Regions from separate parts of the Mus musculus genome. Here regions 2 and 3 are each linked to region 1. A link is a contact called in public Hi-C data. All regions are on one chromosome and are shown on one strand. The core of a region is the stretch at or near the end of the contact, and the rest is flanking DNA. Distances in the headings are between cores, read along the strand shown.

Evidence for each region. A called contact is a pair of places that touch in the nucleus more often than the background predicts.
Region 2: a contact with region 1 is called in a Hi-C map of bone marrow-derived macrophages, with 20 read pairs. The contact joins two enhancer-like sites. A contact is called at or near these places in 1 of 39 promoter capture datasets (the 3T3-L1 cell line), 3 of 15 datasets of contacts at CTCF or cohesin (embryonic stem cells, large pre-B cells and pro-B cells), 82 of 484 Hi-C or Micro-C datasets (the AML12 cell line, the C3H10T1/2 cell line, CD4 T cells and 48 more), 12 of 115 datasets of contacts at active chromatin or transcription factors (Th17 cells, astrocytes, bone marrow-derived dendritic cells and 8 more) and 2 of 9 other capture datasets (embryonic stem cells and embryonic tail).
Region 3: a contact with region 1 is called in a Hi-C map of the N1E-115 cell line, with 2.4 times the contacts expected there. The contact joins two enhancer-like sites. A contact is called at or near these places in 2 of 484 Hi-C or Micro-C datasets (the N1E-115 cell line and bone marrow-derived macrophages) and 1 of 115 datasets of contacts at active chromatin or transcription factors (astrocytes).

What each region holds. Positions count from the first base shown.
Region 1 is chr16:92,551,967-92,554,571 of GRCm38.p6, reverse strand. No RefSeq gene overlaps it. Among named protein-coding and RNA genes, the nearest start is that of Gm30224, 43 kb to the left of the region's middle. Within about 2 kb of position 1,316, at least 31 of the 459 cell types and tissues checked have an H3K27ac peak or open chromatin away from gene starts, as enhancers often do. A contact at or near this core is called in the N1E-115 cell line and bone marrow-derived macrophages, where this site is marked.
Region 2 is chr16:93,545,992-93,548,596 of GRCm38.p6, reverse strand. No RefSeq gene overlaps it. Among named protein-coding and RNA genes, the nearest start is that of Gm30695, 16 kb to the right of the region's middle. Within about 2 kb of position 1,321, at least 22 of the 459 cell types and tissues checked have an H3K27ac peak or open chromatin away from gene starts, as enhancers often do. A contact at or near this core is called in bone marrow-derived macrophages, where this site is marked.
Region 3 is chr16:93,071,047-93,073,651 of GRCm38.p6, reverse strand. No RefSeq gene overlaps it. Among named protein-coding and RNA genes, the nearest start is that of Gm30474, 60 kb to the left of the region's middle. Within about 2 kb of position 1,286, at least 53 of the 459 cell types and tissues checked have an H3K27ac peak or open chromatin away from gene starts, as enhancers often do. A contact at or near this core is called in the N1E-115 cell line, where this site is marked.

The DNA.
Region 1 (2,605 bases), core at 67-2,566:
ATCAGCTATGACCAGATAAGAGACTAGGGATACGTAATCCAAGCCCTCAAAAGACCCTTGAGTCATCCTCGGTGATAAGATCTTAGGTGACTCAGAACGACGACCACTGTTCACATCATGGAGCTCAATTCTAGTTGTTGCTGGGCCCCAAGGAAGAACTGAGTACAAGGGAAAGAAACAGAGACCAGATAACACACCAATGCGGAAAGCTGACTTGAAGAAAGCCAGGCCAGTTTGCATGGGGAACTGGAGCCTAGCCTAAGCTGGGATGACATCCTGAGGTCCAGGCTCTGAGGGACACTAACTCCGTAAGAAGGAACTGTGTCACCCTCCATACATCCCAGTATTAGATCCATCTCAATGCCACGTGGTCCTTCCTGGCCTCCTGGATGCCTTCAGATACTTTCCCAGAAAGGAGTATCTACCGTGCTCATTAGCATCACCAAGCAGGAGGTGTCTCTTCCTAAAAGGATCTCCACCTGTGACAAGCACATGAGGACACATCAGTTCCCAGACATCTTCATGGGAGAAGATTTACTAAGCTAGTTCTCTTGTCTCAAAATAAAAAGCCAATAATGAAATGTCTACCTTCAGAGATGGTGATGGGAAACCATGTTCCATGTGGTAATCTTTAGGGGGTGATGATACAAAAGCAAGCCTGCCTGGCAGGGGAGGACAACGACCCTGATGTCATGGACAAGACTAGAATTATAGATAGCAGAGGCTGGGGGCACTGGAGAGAGAGGATGATAACCAGTCAGTTCTGCAAGTTAGAGCTGGGAAGGCAGAATACAAATACGTCCTGGTCCTTTGATACACAGCAAGGAGATCGGAAACAGCACCACATCAGACACACCTCACACCTGGAAGAAATGGTTTGGATTATTCTCATCAAAAAGAAGAGAAATACCCTAATTTGATTATTACTCAACATATAAAATGTATCAAGCCTATAAAGATAGGTCCAATTATGTATCTATTAAAAATAAAATTCTTAGAAGGTAGAACTTCAACACTTTGGGACTGACATTCAATGTGTTTCATAGAGGACCCATTTGTCACTGTTGAGTCAGAATTGTCAGGTTCTAACCCCTCGGCTGCCTTCCAGCTCTGCCAGCCCCTGAGACCAAGCCTTGGGACCTCTGGGGACACTGACAACCAAGAACTGAAAGCTCAGGTTCATAAGGAGCATCCCCAGGGATGGAGCACAGCACCTGACTGTGAGAGACCAGAGCTGAAAAGTACAGGCAGGGTAATTCAGTCTGCTGGGCACGTCTCTTCTCTTTCCTGGGTCTTGTAAACGTTTCTCAGCTGAAGCTATTCAGAAAATGAGTGACTAAGGAGACAACCATCAACACACTAGACATTTCCTCTGCCCTTCCTCTTCTGAGTCTCCCAGAATTCTGGCTGCTTCAGGGAGCTGAGTTTCTCTTCAGATCTGCAGTCACCTATAATGGTGGCTCACTATCTGGAAGATAAGAGAGAGAGCAGCTGAGGTTCAGACGGCAGAAATACGGCTTGTGCCTTGCTCGGCTCGTCTTGCTCGGCTCGTCTTGCTCGGCTCGTCACGCGTATTATCTGCTGGAGGAAGTGACTCAGACTGGATGTGAGTGCCCTGTGCTTCGTTATGGCTTCTGAAGTGATCTGGACTCAGACAAGACCCCTTCCCAGGCTCTTTTGAGGGACTTCTTTTGGGGAGGGATGAGAAGCACCCAGGACGGTTACTGTTAAAATTATTTGGGAGTTGTGTAGCCCTCCGCAATACTGCTCTGTTCAGAGTCAAAATGATTTCATTTCCATTTCTTCTCTCAAAGTCAAAATAACAGGTGAGGGACTTGGAGAGGAAAGGAGGCTAGTTCTCCATCCAACCAGCACTGACCCAACTCCCAGCCTACCAGGCCCTGGTCAGCATACGGTGGCCTATTTCCTTAACATTTCAACGGTTGCACAAATTCTTAACACCACCACCACCATCCATCCATCCACCCCACAAATTTTGTGTTCACTGTGTCCGATGCAAAAACTAAGCACAGTGTCTTGGGAGAAAGCCTGATAAACGCTTTTGCCCGTTTTTCATGTTTTCCTGTATTTTCATGAACATCTTTATCAGAGTTCCAAGAGCTGAGCGGGGTGTTGGGGGAAGAGGTGGGGGGGGGATCTTTTACAGATGAGCAAACTAAGATTCAACAAAATTAAATAACTCGCCGGAGGCTACACAGCTCTTTCCCCAGTCATCTTGAGTCACAATTAACTGTCTGGATCCCAGAAAGAAATTGCAGACCAACCACTCGACTACGGGAAATGAGCCGTCTAGAGGTGGCTGCCCTTAAAGGAATGTGGACGGCTGTCTGGGAGCTTCAGCACCCGTAGTGACCACACTCGGGTACCTCCAACCACTCACAGCTCTGGGAGTGTTTAAAAGGACGAAAGGCTTATTCCAAGTAAGCCTTTTATTATCTGAAAGTTCAGAGAGCACGCTAAATACTGCTGGCCAACTGTTTATGAGCACGAACCATCCAAGTTAATCCAAAATGTTCTGCATCTCTGCTTGGGTCAGTGCAAGACACTGCCAAAAGAGACTGGCATTGACCATTGAACCAGAGCC
Region 2 (2,605 bases), core at 72-2,571, 990 kb before region 1:
AATAGTTGCTCGCTTGTTTGTTTGAAAATCTGAATCTGGTTGTTTAACTCCAACCAGTCAGTCCTGTCAGACATTCTCTGGGGGTGGGGATAGTTTAGAGGGATGAGAAATTATCCCAGTGTTATAACACGAAGATATTTTCTGTTGATTAAGTGCACTTTGTACAGTTCTGGCCATGTGGTGGTGACAGTATGGTGGTATCAGGAATGTGGTGGTGGCAGTGGTGTGGTGGCTTGCTTCTTTGTATAACAGGAAGATACTTTGGATGTGGTGACAGAAAATGTTGGCTTGTGGTTCTTTGCCTGTGGTCTTGGGTGTGCATGCCCTGGGCTTTACTGCTGACCAGAAGTCTTGAGGGGACAACTGGCCTGTCAACAAAGCATTTCCTCCTGGCCCATGATCCAGCTTAGTGTAGTGATAGCTTGGGGTTAGGGAGGCCTGTGTGTGGGAGACGGGGAGAAACTGTGCAAGCTGCTACAATATTCGTCCTGACCAGCTGTCTCTGGAGAGGATGCACAGTGATCTGGCTTGTAAATGGTTAGAAGGGAGCCAAGAGGAACATCTAGTCATAATTAGATTCCTGAAGTGGCTCCGGGTAGACAGTAGCGAGGTCAGAAAGTTGGGTATGACAGAGAATGTAAGCACCTGTCCCCACTACCTCGGTGAAGTTACAAAGCAGGTTGCATGGAACTCATTCTATTTTGTCTTTAACCTTATGTTTGGGAATAATCATAGGCTCATAAAAAATTACAAAAAAAAGTGTACAGGGGTGAGTGGGCTTTTCTCTTCTGCTACCGATGCACAGTCTGGGTTCCTTTGCTCCTCTTAGGCTAAAATTGTAAGTAAGCAAACAGTGGCGGTGGGACTTCTGGGTCTCTTTGTCCCAGATGTAGGCTGGACTAACAGACCCAGAGGCATATAGCTCTGAGTTCCAGATCTGGGTCCCCACGACTGGGCATATAGTCCCAAGCTCCCCACAAGAGGCGCAGGCTGGGAGGCTTCCTGCCCTGGGCCCAGACAGTGGGACCACCCTCGTGTATGGATCATAGCAGCAGGATTCCGTGGGTCAGGTCATATCTCTTAAGCTCTGGATGTTGGGACCCTTAGCTCATAGCAGCAGCTGGCATCAACTTTTGCTGCTGCCTCTTAACTTTAACTCTTTGCAGCCTTCCCTCATCCAAGGCCTGACTCTGCATTGTCTCAGCTTCCCCTTTCAGCCCAGCTGCCTCTGCTCCCTGCAGTTCCTGCCCTCCCCACCCCCCCAGTTGCTCTCTGCTGCTGAGCTTGCTACCAGTCATCGGTTACAGCAGCCTCTTCTTACCATCTCCACCCACTCTACCCAGGAGCAGAATTAGGCAACAGCAGATCACTCTAGATACACGCACAGGTGCCCATGTACGTACATGCATGCCTGCATATTCACATACACACATGCATGCACATACAGGCACATTCATGTTCACACACACACACACACACTTTTTCTCACAGTTTTTGGTAGTATTTTAAGGTTTCTCAGTAGTGACAACTGTAAAGTTTTATCTCTACTATGGAATGTACAGCCATGCCCCTTTCTAGGCTGATTTTTTCCCCCAAATTCCCTCTCTGTTTTTGGTTTATGGAAGCCAAACATATCTTAGAATTAATGGGTCCTGATGGCCGACCACAAATGGAACTTACGAGGATGTTATTAACATGTGCCAGCAATTTAGCTACAGAAAGGGAATTAGCAATCAACTCCTTTCTATCGCCAGCAATTAGAAGTGATTGACCTCAAACCGAGGCCTGAGAAGGGAGGAAGTCTTGAAAGCTGCCCATGTATGATGAGACTCTAAGACATCTTTTTAATTGGGATGCTTCCTGCCTTTGGTTGCAGAGGGCAGCTTGGGCAAGCCACACGGAGAGTTAGAATGCATAGGGCTTGCTCACGTGGCCCGGTGATATGATCTAACTTGGAATTCCTATGGCTGAAGTAAAGAGAGGCACAGTTAGATTTATGTTCCCTGTTGAGCCCAAGACATGGTATCCAGGCAACTCAAGCTGAACGCACACAAGATAGCGACCCTACCCCGCCTACTTGGTAAACTCCATGCAGGTGGTGGAAATAATACCTTGATAAATACGGCTGGTCACCTAGGACATTTTCCTTATATCAACATTTACCATAGGAGGTTCTCATGTCTTTGGATTTCACCAAGCAAACAACGCATCTCAGACCAGAAAGAGAAGCAAAGCTTTGCCAGGAAATGCTTGGCAGTAGTTGGCCTAACAACTGACTTGCACTGCTCGGCTATCCATGATCATTGGTCAGGGTGTTTGTAAGAGATAGCCTTGGGTTGGGGAGCACTGGCAGGCAGTCTTGAGTTGGGGAGCACAGGCAGTCTTGGGTTGGGGAGCACTGGCAGGCAGTCTTGGATTGGGGAGCACTGGCAGGCAGTCTTGGGCTGGGGAGCACAGGCAGTCTTGGGCTGGGGAGCACAGGGAGTCTTGGGTTGGGGAGCACTGGCAGGCAGTCTTGGATTGAGGAGCACGGGAAGGCAATCTTGGGTTGGGGAGCATGGGTTCCTCAGAAGCTCTGCCTTTCATTTGCTGCAGTGTTGTGTCT
Region 3 (2,605 bases), core at 37-2,536, 520 kb before region 1:
CATCTGTGGAAAGAGAGGCCCATTGGTCTTGCAAACTTTATATGCCTTAGTACAGGGGAATGCCAGGGCCAAGAAGTGGGAGTGGGTGGGTAGGGGAATGGCAGGGGGAGGGTATAGGGGAAGTTGGGATAGCATTGGAAATGTAAATGAAGAAAATACCTAATAAAAAATAAGAATAAAAAAATAGAGTACTGGAGTCCCTGTGAAACTGGATCCTGTCACTGGGATCAGTAGAGTGGTTTGAACCGGGATCCAGGAAGTATATGTGTTGACACCTTAACCCTAATTCCTGTTCATGGACCTCAGAGGATTGGAGGTGGCTAAGCTTGGCTATGGTTATCAGGGTGACATCCATGGGAGACTTGAGGGGTTTTGGAAGAGCAGATGAGAGAAGAAGTGGACACTTTCTAGCTCCATGCTACACCACACACTTCATTATGACTACTTAACATGAAGCCCTCATTGGACACCAAGCAGAGACCAGGCCCTGGTTCATACTCTTGGACCTCTCAGGCCCCCATGAGCTAAATAAACTTCTCTCCTTTATAAATTACTCAGCCTTTACCTTTTGTTCTTAAATCAACGGAAAGTAGCCAAAGGTCAGAAACATGGCCAGGACCCACCCAAAGGATTTGGTCCCTTTGAAGACTGCAGTTTAACACAACTGTCACTGCCAACTCCTTCCTAAATTACGTTCTTCATCCACCCGGTACCCAGGGCACTCAGCATGATCTGCAGTGGAAGGGAACAGCTCGTAAGAAAGGATGCGGCATCTCCCTGAACAGCTCTATTTAACAGTACCATTGCGGGCCGGAGAGGTGGCTCAGGGGTTAAGAGCACTTGCTCCTCTTCCAGGGGACCTGGGTTCAATTCCTAGCACCCACACAGAGGCTCACAACTGTCTTTAACTCCAGCCCTAGGGGATCTGATGCCTTCTTCTGTCCCCTACTACCCACACATAGACATCCGTGCAGGCAAATATTCACACATATTAAAAATAATTTTTAAAGTAACATAGCATAAGAGTTTTACTAGTTTTCAGACTAAATTCCACAATTTTAAGGTTCTGTCTGAGGTAACAAGAGGCTGTCCTGCCGGTGACACAGGCTTAACTGCCTGCTTAAGCCAGCCTTGGAATCAGCATGGTCCTGTGGCTCTGTAAAGGGCCACACTGGGGACAGCGAGGGAGCACAGAGTCTGTTTTGCCTGCTCACTTCTCTGAGGAGAGACTCCAGAGATCTGCCTGCAAAGACACATTCCTGCCATAGCCTGGGTGCGCTTGCCCTTTAAGGCGGGACTGGATCCAGCGTGAATCGCAGACTGTGCCGAAGACCTTGTCCAGTATAAGCAGAGCAGGCCTGGAGTTTTAGTATTTGGGTGTTCCAAGGCAACATTTTGCTGAGAAGTATTAAAGTGTAACCAAATCTTACAGAGAACACACTGTTCCTGCAATATTTCCAGGGCATCTGATCAATGGGGGATATGAGAAAGAGAAATAAACAAAAAATAAAAAATAAAAAAAAGACAGAGAACGGAGCAGGCAAGCGTGCTCACAGGAAACCAAGCAGAGCAGAGGAAATGATTCTCAAAGTAAATACAGATAGCCGAGGAGAGAAAGCTATGTCTGTCTGTCTTGCTCTGAGCCTGGGTCAGGCTACGGGAGTCTGGTGGGGCTATGCTGGGGATTTTTATCTGGAGCCTCCTCTCTCCATAAGCTCAGCTGTCAGAGGCAATGCCAGGAGCAGCCAAGACAAAACCCAGTCAGGGAAGGAGGTACGGTTGCAGGATAAAACAGTATGGGAGCTGAGGGCTGGCTGCCAGCAGGCCAGGCATCCCTGAGACCCAGCAGGAATTTTACTTGAAAGAAAGCAGGGCTCTTGGTGAAGGGTGTGGATCCGATCATTGATGTGAACTCAGGGGACTCACCCAAGAGGACTCACCCAAGAGGACTCACCCAAGAGAACTCTGTGGCTTAAGTCTTGTCAGTGCTAGAATAGTTTCCTACTCACTGGGCCCCAGAACACACAGAATACCTTCTGGTATCAGGGACATGTGTAGAACATGACACCTACAGAGGGCGGGCTCTCGTCCTCAACAGCATTGACACAGGGTCACATTGTTCCTGGCTGTGGGACAGTCATGGGGATTTTTATGGCAGTGGGCAGCAGCCATGGCTTCTTCACAGATACTAATAATACTTCCCCTATAGTGTCCCCCCCCAACCCCGACCCCCAATGAGTTTAGACGTTGTCCCTGGGGATTGGTAGGAATGGTCACAATCACCACTGGTTGAGAAACCATGCTACAGATGAAGGAACCTCAACCCAGAAAACACACATGGTACCTCTGAGGCTGTGCAGGGAGAAGCTGCGAAACCAGATCCTCAGAGAACCGGATCTATCTGGAGCTTTTGTCTTGCAACAGAAAAAGACCACCCTGTCCGGTCAGCCCTGAGCAGTCGGGAGCCTGGACTCCACGTCTTCTTTGCTGTCTCTCTGTCAACTCTGTTGCTCCATATCTTTGAGTCTTGATGTATCAAAATGGGTTTTGATGAGAACATCAGCCTACAGGGTTCTGGGCTGAGTCCAGCAAAGCTACACAAAGC